Regions from separate parts of the Sus scrofa genome. Here regions 1, 2 and 3 are each linked to region 4. A link is a contact called in public Hi-C and promoter capture Hi-C data. All regions are on one chromosome and are shown on one strand. Each heading gives the region's core, a stretch centred on a gene start, on an enhancer-like site or on the middle of the called end of the contact. The rest is flanking DNA. Distances are from core to core; before and after follow the strand shown.

The links. Promoter capture Hi-C pulls out the DNA fragments that hold promoters and counts their contacts. A called contact is a pair of places that touch in the nucleus more often than the background predicts.
Region 1: a contact with region 4 is called in a Hi-C map of liver, with 2.3 times the contacts expected there. The contact joins the promoter of TOM1L1 here to the promoter of HLF in region 4. A contact is called at or near these places in 1 of 47 Hi-C or Micro-C datasets (liver) and 1 of 2 datasets of contacts at active chromatin or transcription factors (skeletal muscle).
Region 2: a contact with region 4 is called in a promoter capture Hi-C map of liver, with 4 times the contacts expected there. The contact joins the promoter of LOC100739396 here to the promoter of HLF in region 4. A contact is called at or near these places in 2 of 5 promoter capture datasets (fetal liver and liver) and 1 of 2 datasets of contacts at active chromatin or transcription factors (skeletal muscle).
Region 3: a promoter capture Hi-C map of liver shows a contact between it and region 4, with 7 times the contacts expected there. The contact joins the promoter of PCTP here to the promoter of HLF in region 4. A contact is called at or near these places in 2 of 5 promoter capture datasets (both in liver) and 1 of 2 datasets of contacts at active chromatin or transcription factors (skeletal muscle).

What each region holds. Positions count from the first base shown.
Region 1 is chr12:31,205,940-31,208,806 of Sscrofa11.1, reverse strand. It overlaps TOM1L1 (TOM1-like protein 1), which reads right to left and starts at 1,434. Exons shown (of 16, transcript XM_021067247.1): 1 at 1,076-1,434. The coding sequence starts at 1,133.
Region 2 is chr12:31,276,453-31,279,529 of Sscrofa11.1, reverse strand. It overlaps LOC100739396 (cytochrome c oxidase assembly protein COX11, mitochondrial), which reads left to right and starts at 1,680. Exons shown (of 4, transcript XM_003483022.4): 1 at 1,680-2,484. The coding sequence starts at 2,134. STXBP4 (syntaxin-binding protein 4) reads right to left here and starts at 2,414. Exons shown (of 19, transcript XM_021067245.1): 1 at 1,969-2,414.
Region 3 is chr12:32,042,329-32,045,295 of Sscrofa11.1, reverse strand. PCTP (phosphatidylcholine transfer protein) reads right to left here and starts at 1,455. Exons shown (of 7, transcript XR_002337190.1): 1 at 1,265-1,455. LOC102166553 (a long non-coding RNA gene) reads left to right here and starts at 1,534. Exons shown (of 3, transcript XR_306512.3): 1 at 1,534-1,780; 2 at 2,623-2,697.
Region 4 is chr12:31,587,756-31,590,642 of Sscrofa11.1, reverse strand. HLF (hepatic leukemia factor) reads right to left here and starts at 1,306. Exons shown (of 4, transcript XM_021067250.1): 1 at 667-1,306. The coding sequence starts at 781.

The sequences.
Region 1 (2,867 bases), core at 185-2,684, 380 kb after region 4:
GCTTGGGCTAGGTCTAGCACACAGCTGACAATGTTCAAAGCCTTAAAGAATAAATCAGCCTATGAAGACGCAGTCCGGAACCGTTTCTGTTTAGGGCTCATTTTAATATCCAATAGGGATAGAGCCAGTAGCAACTGTTTAGAAAGCATTTTCTCCTCTATAATAGTTCCACTCCATCCACTTCTAAAGGTGTGAGAACTAAGATTCAGGTTGAGCCGTGTGTTCTTGTCAGCAGTTAACTGAGCTGCAGTCCCAACAGTCCAAATCTGAGCCTCCTTAGGATAACTGCTAGGTTCTCATGATTTCCTCACCTCACTAAGCTCCTGACGTGATCATGACTTGCTTGGCATCTATAAGCATTAGTTCCACACCCGGTTCCCAAGGGAGGCATCTGAGATGAGGGAGAAGGGAGCAGGTGTTGGTAAACAATCCAGGAACCGACTCTGGCTTCCGCGTACGTCATTCTGAGCAAGCCCCTGGAGAGGGAAAGGTGTCAGGCAGACACCTGCATGGCCCCTAGTGGCCTGGAAAGGCCCCTTGTGACCCCAGCGCTCACCTGGCTCCCCCTTCCTTCACTCCAGCGCTAAGCATTTTCACTCTTTGTTTCTGCCCAAAAGTAACTCAAAGTTGTAAGGGTTTGGAAGCTAGAGGGAAGCGAGGTCACTGCACTTAGCCTCCTGGAACTTTAAAAACAAACATGACAATCCTGGGCCCTCCGGTGGACGCACTTTTTGACGAGATTCCCCTGGCCCAGAAGTTGACGCGCCCCGGTAGAGGCCCAGCCACGCCACACCTGGATCCCTGAAGTCCACCTGTCCGCTTCCACACACCCCCACGCCGGGACGCACTGATAGGAGAGAAGTAAGGAGGTGAGCAAGAGGGGTTCGAAAGAGATTAACTGGAGACAGGTGTCTGGCAGGGCGGGAAGAGCGCGGGGCCTGAGAAAGTTGCGGGGGCGGGGAGGGGAGGCCGCGTAGGAGGAGTTGCTTGCACTCGTACCCGCGCGGTTCTTCGCTGCCGGGAATGGAATCAGCGCCAAGGGTCCCCGGTCCAAAACCTCAGGGGTCCCGCTTACCTATGAGCTGGCCCACGGAGGTCGCGTACGGGTCCCGATGACTCTTCCCGAACGCCATGGTAGCTCGGGGAGCCAGCCCCGGCCTCCGCCGCAGTCGCTCCCGTCGCTCCTGACTCCACCCGCCCCTCCCTGGCTCCTCCCTCCGGGCCGCGCTTCCAGGCCGCTGTGGGGTGGCCGGCTCCCGGCTGGGTCCTGCGGGGCGGGGACCCGGGGGCGTGGGCGCCGGAGGAGGCGGGGACCGGAGGGAGCAGGCGTCCGTGCACCTGCCACGCTCCAAGGGGGGAACCCACCGAGAGCGGCAGCCTGGGGCGGAGGGACCCCGGCGCGGATCCTGCCGCCCACGTGGCGAGGCGCTGCTCTCTGCGCCTCCGGCTCCCAGGGTTAGAGACGGAAATACGGGGTTAACACACGTCTGAGGTTACTGTGAGCGTTAACCACGTAAACCGCTTAGGTCAGTGCCTGGCACCCACAAAATAAATATTTAACCACTGAGCGAATCGAGTAACTAGAACTACTTACCCCATCCCCCCCCACTTATTTACCCGCCCCAGAGATTGGGGAGGGAAGGTGTGTCCCTTGCCCTTTAAAGCTGCAGGTGATGGACAGGAGGCGGGACCGGCTTCAATTGAGAGATCTCCCGGGAGCCGGCATCCTAGGTCTCGCCCCCATTTCCTGAGGGACGTCGGGGCGCCGCCAAGGAGATCTTGGTTCTTCCAAGGAGCTGTTTTCCAGCGAAACTGAGAAGAGAGGGGCTTTCCTTCTGGCAAGGAGTGTTTGGCCTTAGGACTGCTTTGAAATGTAAATCCGAGCTGGAGAAATTCTACCTCTTCTTTCAGAAGAAGAGTTTATTTCCTTTTCTTGTGCATTCGATTAACATTTGATTAGCGTTGATAACAATCTCCCTCGAAGCCAGAGCCTGCCTGAAAGTGGGGTGTCTCCAAGGTGATGGCAGTTAGCTTAAGATGAGCTCCCAGTGCCTTCAGATCTTGCTTTCTGTGGTCAACTTAGGCCCACTTCTACAAGCTCTTCTTGGATCCTGGGAATGGGAACAGGAGAGCTTGATATAGCTTATGTCCTTAGTCATATATTTTGAAACAGGGAGTTTCCTGGTGGCTCAGTGATTTAGGGATCTTGCGTTGTCAACTGGTGTGGCTCTGGTTTCTGTTGTGGTGTGGGATTCGATTCCTAGCCACAAAAAAAAAAAAAAAGGCAAAAAATAAAATTAGAAATCAAACCAATTACATTGTGTGCCAAGGCTCTAACTTGGTTTGTGTGTGTGTGTGTGTGTTTGTCGTCTTTTTGCCTTTTTGTAGGGCCGCGTCCCTCGGCATATGGAGGTTCCCAGGCTAGGGGTCTAATCGGAGTTGTAGCCATCAGCCTATGCCAGAGCCACAGCAACTCGGGATCCAAGTTGAGTCTGTGACCTACACCACAGCTCATGGCAACGCTGGATCCTTAACCCACTGAGCAAGGCCAGGGATCGAACCCGCAACCTCAAGGTTCCTAGTTGGATTTGTTAACCACTGCGCCATGGCGGGAACTCCTCTAACTTGGTTTTTTTTGCTCTAATTATGTTATTTCAAATTTTTCTTGTCCTATGTGAGCTGATACCTGGGATTCTAAAATCTAGAATAAGAAGTTCCTGCTGTGGCTCAGTGGTTAATGAACCCAACTAGTATCCATGAGGTTGCAGGTTCCATCCCCGGCCTTGCTCAGTGGGTTAAGGATCCAGCATTGCTGTGAGCTGTGGTGTAGGTCGAAGACATGGCACAGATCCGGTGTTGCTATTGCT
Region 2 (3,077 bases), core at 431-2,930, 310 kb after region 4:
CACAGAATCTTGAAATTTCTGTGCCAAAGTAGAAGACTCAGAAGATACTTGAACTTTTTTTTTGGCTTTGTAATTTTCTGCCCGTGTGACCACAAGTTAATCAATAGCTCACTCAAGGTGACCATCATCACTCAGCTGGCCTAATGCAACTGCCTCCTAATCATTGTGTCTTCTTTTTTGCTCGCTCCCCTTTAAACCCATTCTCCACATCACAGCCAAGATCTTTTGAAAAGTGTGAATCAAGGAGTTCCCCTTGTGGCTCAGTGGTAACATATCCGACTAGTACCCATGAGGATGCAGGTTGGACCCCTGGCCTCGCTCAGTGGGTGAGGGATCCGGCATTGCTGTGAGCTGTGGTATAGATCACAGATGAGACTCAGATCTGGCGTTGCTGTGGTGGCCAGCAGCTACAGCTCTGATTTGACCCCTAGCCTGGGAACTTCCATATGCTGCAGGTAAGACCCTAACAAAGGAAAAAAATAAATAAATAAAAATAAAAAGTGTGAATCAGATATCATTGTATGCTTCAAACTCTGACAGCTTATTACTTCTTTATTTTTTAAAATTATAGTTGATTTACAATGTTTCCAATGACTCTTAGAATAAAATCCAAACTCTTGGACATGGCTTAAAAGGCTGTTATTATCTGGTCCCTGTATACCTGCTCTGGCCCATTTCCTACCACTTTTCCTGCCTGCTCACAATGGTAGGAACACACTGGTCTTTTTGTTCTTCAGTGGTAACCAACTCTTGCTTGTCTGGGGCCTCTGCATGGCTTGGAATTGTCATTGTGTAGCCTGCTCCTTATCATCACTCAGGACTAGGCTCAAATGTCAAATCCTCAGAAAGACCTTCCCTTACTTTCCCTCGTTTTGTTTGTCAATTACACTGTATTGATTGTTATCTGAAATTCCCTTATTTATGTATCTGTTATTTGCTTGAAAGTCCCTTGGAGAAAGGACACACTCCATAACTGAAGTGATCTTCTTTGACTTTCCCTGTGCTGTAGCCCCAGTAGGTTGAATAATGTCTGGCCCACAAGAGAGTAGAATAAATAAGATGCTGTATCAGTCCAAGTCATTTAACTTCTGGGGACTTCAGCTTCCTCATCCATAAAGTGGGGATACTTACATCTGCTCGGCACATCTACAGCAAAGCCTACTAAATAAATGTTTACCTGTGAAAATCACTTTACATGCATATTCTTACTTACTGCCATGATTTTAAAGAGGTCATATAACTGCCCTAGGGACACAGGGTCATAGAGAGAGCCCAGGTATGAATCCACACCGGTGCAACTTCAGAATCTCAGCTCTTAACCACTATTTTACATAGTTCCTTGAAAGATGCTTCCTTCCATTACAACAAAATCAGCTGCGCGGTGCGCGCCACTCAGATCCTAGTTTGTCCTGTAGGACAACTGAAGAAAGCTATTATTTACATCCTCCATGCGCTTCTTTTCCAAGATAAACATCCCCATTTCTTTCAACCCTTCTTTACATGATCCTCATATCCGGTCACTATGCTTTTAAAACCAAGTTTGACAACGTCCCTCCCGCCCCTGAACTGGTTAATTTTCACTGGGCAATCGGTTTAGGGACATCAGAGCAGTAGAAGCCGATTCCCAAGGACTGAGGAAGTGTAGATGCGTGAGTGTTCCAGTGGTCTGTGGTTAAAACACCGGAAGCCTTCCTGGGAGAGGTGAGCCTAGAGCCCGAGTCCAGGGCAGTGAGAGCGGACCTGCAACCAGGGTACCCCCTTCAAAGGACCGCGCGCGGGACAGCAGTCTCTTGGGGCCACCAGGTCGAGACAAAGGCTGATGGAGGTTAGGAAGATCACTGACCCAAAGCCGTGGGATGATGGGCTTGCACGCGGAGGAACGCACGCCGTTTTCCTAAAAGTAAGTTAGGTAGGTACAGGAAAGAGGCAAAGTAGGAGGAACAGTCACGAAGCAAAACGCGAACTTACCCGGCGCCCGGCAACCCGGCCTCCGTAGCCCGACTACAAGCGCCACCACCAGAGGAGCCTGGTAGCCAAGGCAGCGGCAGGCTCGACCCAGAGATCGCGAGATAGAGCAGGCCTCGCGAGATCTGGCTTCTTGCCCCTGACAGGCGGGAGTTCTGTTCCGGGGCTATGGGAGGGCTCTGGCGTCTAGGATGGAGCCGCGTCGCTTTCTGCGGCTGGCCCTGGAGCCACCTTGGGGCCCCGACCAGGGCCGCGGAGAGGATAGAGCCGTATCTCGGGCACGGCAGGAGCGGCACAGGAGGTGCTGAGAGGGGACTAAGGAGGTTGGGGACATGGAGGCGTCCAAGCCTGGCAGTGCAGCCGCTCCGGCGGCCGAAGAGTACGAACCCCTTCACGCGCGAGCAGGAGGAGGATTGGCGGCGGCGGAACAAGACGGTCCTCACGTACGTGGCCGCTGCGGCCGTGGGCATGCTGGGGGCGTCCTACGCCGCCGTGCCCCTTTACCGGCTCTATTGCCAGGTAGGGCCGGCGCTGCCCGCTGGGCGGCCCATCGGGAGGGGCAGAGGTGCAGGGCAGATCCCTATACAGCGATGCTTCACCGTGTAGTGTTGGAGGGATGTCCGAGATTATCCACCAAACAGGAAACAGGCCTTAAAAAGTGACTTAGTTGCCCAAGGTCCCCAAAGAAGTTAGTGACAAAGCTACCAGTGGAACCTAAGCTCTTGGAGTGACCGTGCCTATACCCCACTGCCCAGTGAAATCTCTCAATCTCAGCTACACCATCGAAAAGGCTTGCAGCCTATACTCTGGTATTTGGCAATCTGCTTTATGCTCCTCCTGCTCACACACGTGCCAGTTTTTCAAATGTAATTTATGTTATTATATTCCTTCTGTAAACCACTATAGTTTCTGTGCAAAGGTTGACAGAATGGGAGTATGCTTGCTGCTCATACTTCACCTGGGAGTAACTTTTTATCTATCACGAGTGCGAATTAGGACTGCGAGGCGTTTCTCCCTTATTAATAGGTAACTGTAAAGTCCTTATCTTTTAGATCAGACACTCTAGTGCAGTTGTTTGCAAAATTCAGTGGGCATCAGCGTCATTATCTAGG
Region 3 (2,967 bases), core at 206-2,705, 450 kb before region 4:
ACAATGCCTGAAACCTAACAGAGCATACAATACATTATCTACTATAGTAGTTATTATTATTAATAATTCTGCAATCAACAGGCCACTGGAAGAGAACTGATAGGATCACAGCCCCTCTCTCTCTGCTGCTTGATTGGACTGTGTTTGTAAGATGGAAGGGATTAGGGAAGTAGACGGCCAAGAAGCTAGTTAAGAGGTCACAGCAATTGTAGGTGAGAGGTGTCACCCAAAGTGGCAAAGGTAAAGAAAAGAAAAGGATGGGAAACAAGTTCAGACACATCTGAGCAGAGAACTGACAACACTTGGCAAATGTCTGGGCATGGCTGGTGCAGAAAATGGAATGGTCAGAAGATACAAGGATGTGGTCTGAAAACATGTCCATTTTTGCATCAAGGTAACTGTTGGAAGGACATTTGGAAATTAATTCTACCTGCTGTACATTATAAGCTTCCTGCTCGTCCGCTTATACACAGCGGCCTTGGTGCTCACAGACATTCAGAGCTCCTCCCTTCTCCAACACTTCAGCACTCTGGTCCCCTGCCAGAAAACCTTGACTTCACTCACTCTGCCCAAAGTTGACTTTTATCCCACTTGCCAAGCAGCTCCTAGCACACAGAGCATCTGGTGACTGGCCATCATTCCTCTTGTCTAGCTACTTGGCTCCAAAGGCCTCCAAGCAGGCCCCCAACACCATTCCTCCTACGCTTTTAGTTAATCTTTCTTCCAGAAGCTTCAGACTAAAGTTAGGAAGGGCCGTTTACAAGGGAGGGGGCAGCAGCCAAATGAAGCAAGTTATTAAAATGACTAGAGCTGACAGTAGATCCCTTCTCAGCAACGCACCTCCCTCCACACATGTAGCCGTGCACACCCACTCTCTGAAAAGTCCAGTCTCTTTTCTACCTGTATTCAGTCCTAAAATATACCCAGCCACACACACCACCAGCATCAACCCAGCTCATGGACTCCACATCCTCTGCAGATAAATGCATGAAGCTAAAAATCAGCTCATCCGCTTTTTTACTCTGTTATTAACTTCTAACAAACCACTTGCCCTGTCTGGCCTCAGACCTGAGACTAAATTCAGATGACCTCCTCAATCACCGCGACTGGGACCGCAGGGGACAAAGTCAGCAGGAGGCACCCCGAGGCTAGCTCCTCCCAACTTCAGAAGACCTTCGGACTGCTGGCTGCAGCCCCTCACTCCCCGCGGACAGTGGGCCCCATGTGCTGGTGCCCCTTAGTCCTCCAGCGGGCTGACAGCTACCTGATCCAGCTGCCGGTAGATGCTGATGCCCAACGTCTCCACCAGCAGCTCCCATTTGGCCCCGGAAAGTGAAGGGTGCTGGAGCTCAGCGCAGGCCTCCCGGAACTGCTCCTCGGAGAAGCAGCCAGCCCCAGGGTCCATTCTTCCGCAGCAGCTGCCCCTCAGCCTGCAGGAAAGGCTGGGGACAGGCTAGGTTCGTGTTCGGGGGCGGGGCGAGAGGGTGACCCAGCCTGATTGGCAGGGAACTGAAAAGTGACTGGAGAAAGGCGGGATTTGGGAGGAGGAACCTAAAAGGAGGCGGGGCCGGTGAGAAGCCTGGCTTGGAAAATTGCACAGGGCTAAGCAAGACTTGGGGGAGGAAGGAAAAGAAGTAAAACTAGAGAAACGATGGACTTGCTCTGGGGAACGATGAAAACGCCAGGAAGTGGAGAGGCTTAGACGAAAGGGAAAAGGAAGACACTAATGTCATCTCAGAAATATCTCCTCCCCAACCCGACACACTCCAATGCTGCTTGGGTATCTCTCCTTTAACTTCTCTGAAGGAAAATCTTTTCCTTTCAGAAAAACAGTTTGGTAGAAGTGGGAGGTGAGATGGATAGAGCAGAAATACTTGAAAACCTCAGGGATCAGATACAAGAAAAATATTCTATTTTTTTGTTATGCACTTTAAAACATTTTTTCTGAGAAGGGATCCATGAGATTCCCCAGAAGGCCAAAGTCCATGACACCAAAAAAAAAAAAAAAAAAAAAAAAAAAAAAGGATTAAAGGGAGTTCCTTTTGTGGCTCAGCAGTAAAGAGTTAACGGGTCTGGCGTTGCCATAAGCTGTGGTGTAGTATGTGGGGAACTGTTCCTCTAGCCTGGGAACTTCCATATGCCTCGAGTGAAGCCCTAAAAAGAAAAAAAAAAAAAAAAAAAAAAAACTTCCCAAAAAAGAATTAAAAAATCGAATCCATAGTGGTACATTGGCACCTGGAGGGTGGAAGATGATCTAAGAGGTATCATGATGTCCATCCAGTATTTCTGCAGCTTGCATAATTTAGATCTTTTGCAACCCAAAGACCTTTCTTTGTGTGTTATCTCTGTTACCTTTGGTATCACTGTTTCTTAGCACCAGACTGTACTTTGGTTTAAATAAAGGAAACAGTCCGTTTGACACCACCCGGGTGCCAGCAAACTCTGGGAACCCATGTTTCCTAATCTGTAAAATGGGGTAAGATTTGTGTAAGTAGTTACAATTGACCACATAAAGTAAACATAGAACATGTTTCCACAGTGCCTATCAAAGTAAATGTTTATAAAAGTTTCCACTTGTTTTGCATTATTGTATTGTAATGTTTCTCCTTCTGTACTTGAAAGACTTGAAGTTGATGGAAAACTCTACATTTATGCCAGTTTCCAAGAAGAAAACTAAAGTCAGACTTGGCAGCACAGGTAAGTTTCTGCTTTATTCAGTTTAAAGCTGCTTCTGTTTTGTTTTATGAGGATGGGAGGAGGGATGTGACATTTCCCTATACAAAATGCACAAGAGATTAGAGACTACTGTTTTTATAAATCCTTTTAGTTCTCACTTTTTTTTTTTTTTTTTTTTTTTTGTCTTTTGTCTTTTTTGTTGTTGTTGTTGTTGTTGCTATTTCTTGGGCCGCTCCTGCGGCATATGGAGGTTCCCAGGCTAGGGGTCGAATCGGAGCTGTAGCCACCGGC
Region 4 (2,887 bases), core at 57-2,556:
TCCTGCGCGGTTACACGTGAGCCTGCTCTGCTCTCCCCTCCCACCAGGAAAAGTGCACAGGGAAGGTGACAGCGTTGGAGGCAGTGCGCTGAAGCCGCCCAGAGACCACTCCCCCACCCCCCCACCCCCACCCCCACCCCCGGCCAGCCCCAGCCACCATCCTCCTTTCTGAAGCACCCTGCCCGACCTCACCTCGGGAGTTCCAAACAACTACTAACAGCAGCAATAAGCACGATTCCAATACCAAGGCTCCGCATTAGGGCTCCCCCCTCCCCTGGCTCGAGCCCCCACCCGAGTGGAAGCCTTCCCTCTGGTTTCTCTCCGCAGCCGGCGAAGCTCTGCCCTCGCAGGCAGTTTCACTCTGTGTGCGGCTGAGCCTCAATCTAGGGAACCCTGACCTGTCAAGTTCTATCTCCCACCTGAGCCTCCCGAGCTGGACGCGGGGAGGCCGGGCCGGTCTCCAACGCTATTTTAAACGCGGTTCGGAGAGGGGGTCCCCCCTCTTTGAGAAGGAGGGGTGGGGTGATGGGTGAGCTCTTCAATTTCATCAAAGCAGGGCGGGGGTGCCGGCGGCAGGGATGGAAGGGACGGATGCTCCAGCGGGGGTGCCCGGCCCAGGAGCGTAGTTCTTTCCCAGAGTGGGGCAGCCAGGAGGGCAGCGCTCACCGTCTTCGTGATGAAGGGGGAGCTTCAGCGGGTTCTCCAGCAAGGACCTGAGCACGCCGTAGGGAGGTGGGATAAAGGTGGGATTCAGGGGGAGCGGTCGGGACATTTTCTCCATCGCGATGCACTCGAATCTTTTTCTTAAAAAAAAAATAACAAAAAACCCAGCCGCCCCCCAAAATGTTGCTGAGCTTTTTCCTCCGTCCTTTGCCAAAAGTACTCGCTTTCGAGGCGGTGGAGAAAGGGGAAGAAAAAAAAAATACTTGTGTCTTTATAAATACATCTACGTAAAAATATAAAAACAAAAAACTTTCAGGTTCCCAGTGCAGATGATCCCTGGAGAGCGCGCCAAGTGGCCGCGGGCTCCTGGGCGACGCGCAGGATGCTCTCACCTGCCTCGAACCTCTCGTCTTGCAAAATGTTCAAAATTGCGAAAAAGGCAGGAAAAAAAAAAAATGCAGACAGCTGCAGAGAGCGGAAGGAACCGCGCCGTCCCGGCCCGGTTGCGCGAGCTCGGAGGCCGCGCGCCTTCCCACCCCACCCCCCTCCCCGCGCCGGCGGCCGCTGCTCCCCAGCGCGCAGCGGCCCCGCAGCGCCCGGCTCAGCGCATCCGGCCGCCCATGTGCCGCGGCCTGACAAGAGTGACGTCAGGGCCCGCACCGCGCGCCGATAGGCGTGCGGGGGCGGGGCCCACGCGGCCCCGCCCGCCCCGCCGCCGCGTGTTTAGCGTCGTCGCGCGCGCAGATTTTCTGGGACTGTGCAGCGCTGGCAAGCTGCAAAAGGACGGGCACCGGGCGCCAGGTCTCCTGGCCACCGACCCGGGCTGCGAATCTAACTTTTTCAGAGTGAAAAGAGGAATGAGAGATTTATCGCTGTACTTTTTAATCTAGGAGTAGTCTAGGGAGTTTTAAAAATATCCAGATGCCCAGGCCACAACCTAGATCAATTAAATCAGACTCTGGGCTGACATCCAAACAATATTAGGGTTTTGTTGTTGTTGTTGTTGTTGTTTTATTTTATTTTATTGCCTTTTTGCCGTTTCTTGGGCTGCTCCCCCGCATATGGAGGTTCCCAGGCTAGGGGTCGAATCGGAGCTGTAGCCGCTGGCCTACGCCACAGCCACAGCAACGCAGGATCCGAGCCGCGTCTGCGACCTACACCACAGCTCATGGCAACGCCGGATCCTTGACCCACTGAGCAAGGCCAGGGATCGAACCCACAACCTCAGTGTTCCTAGTTGGATTCGTTAACCACTGAGCCACGACTGGAACTCCCAGTATTAGTTTTTAAAGCTCCCAGGGTGGTTCCTCTGGGCAGCCAAGTTTGAGAATGATGGGTTTAGATTGAACTGAAGGTAAATACTTATAAATATTGCTCTTGGCCCCAGGCGAGCTTAGCACCCTCTCTCTTGCCCCACCTCTACAAGCACCGAAAAATAAGCACTTGTTACAAGTTCTAATTAGATACAAAAAGTAGAGGGGGGAGCGACAGAGGAGCGCTGTGAACTGTTTCCCACGCTTTCAAGGGATGCATGTTAAATAAAGGCAAGAGAGACACACACTGAAAGGTATTTAAGGAATATTTGCTCTAGGAGAGCGCATAGGGCTGTGCCTGGGTTACAGTAAGGTCTGCGTGGTAATTAAGATAATTTATAAGGTATTCCTTCAAGTGGTATTGGCATTCAAGGCCATCCCAGCTGCTGAGCTTCACATTTTGCCAGTTTGCTCCAGTCGCACCAGTGGTCGCTGAGCGCTGCGTGCACACCCACACCGGTGTGGGTTGGTTGGGAGCGCTCGCATCCTGGCCTGGAGAGCTCCCTGCAGGCTTCAGGGTCTTCCCCTCCCTCCCAGTCTCCTCTCTAAGATTAGAGTAGCGTGATTTGGGGAAAGGTGGCATAGTTTATTGGGAGGTTCCCAAAGTAAGAATCTACTGCAGACATCCAGTTTTGTTTTGTTTTTGTTTTTGTTTTTTAATCTTCAAATAAAGGCAAATAAGATCAGAGAATTTATCCAACATCGTCTGGACAGAGCCAGCACTTGGACCAAAACCTTCTAACGGAAGTCCAGCGTGTCTTGGATGAATATATGTCCCCTAGGTCGTTCCTTCAGTATTAGTTCAAAACAACTTGTGTAAAGCTCTGAATACTATGAGAAGATAAATCAGACCAGAGGGATCAGGTCGATGGGAGCTTACAGACTAGCTGGGGACACGCCATATGTAACCA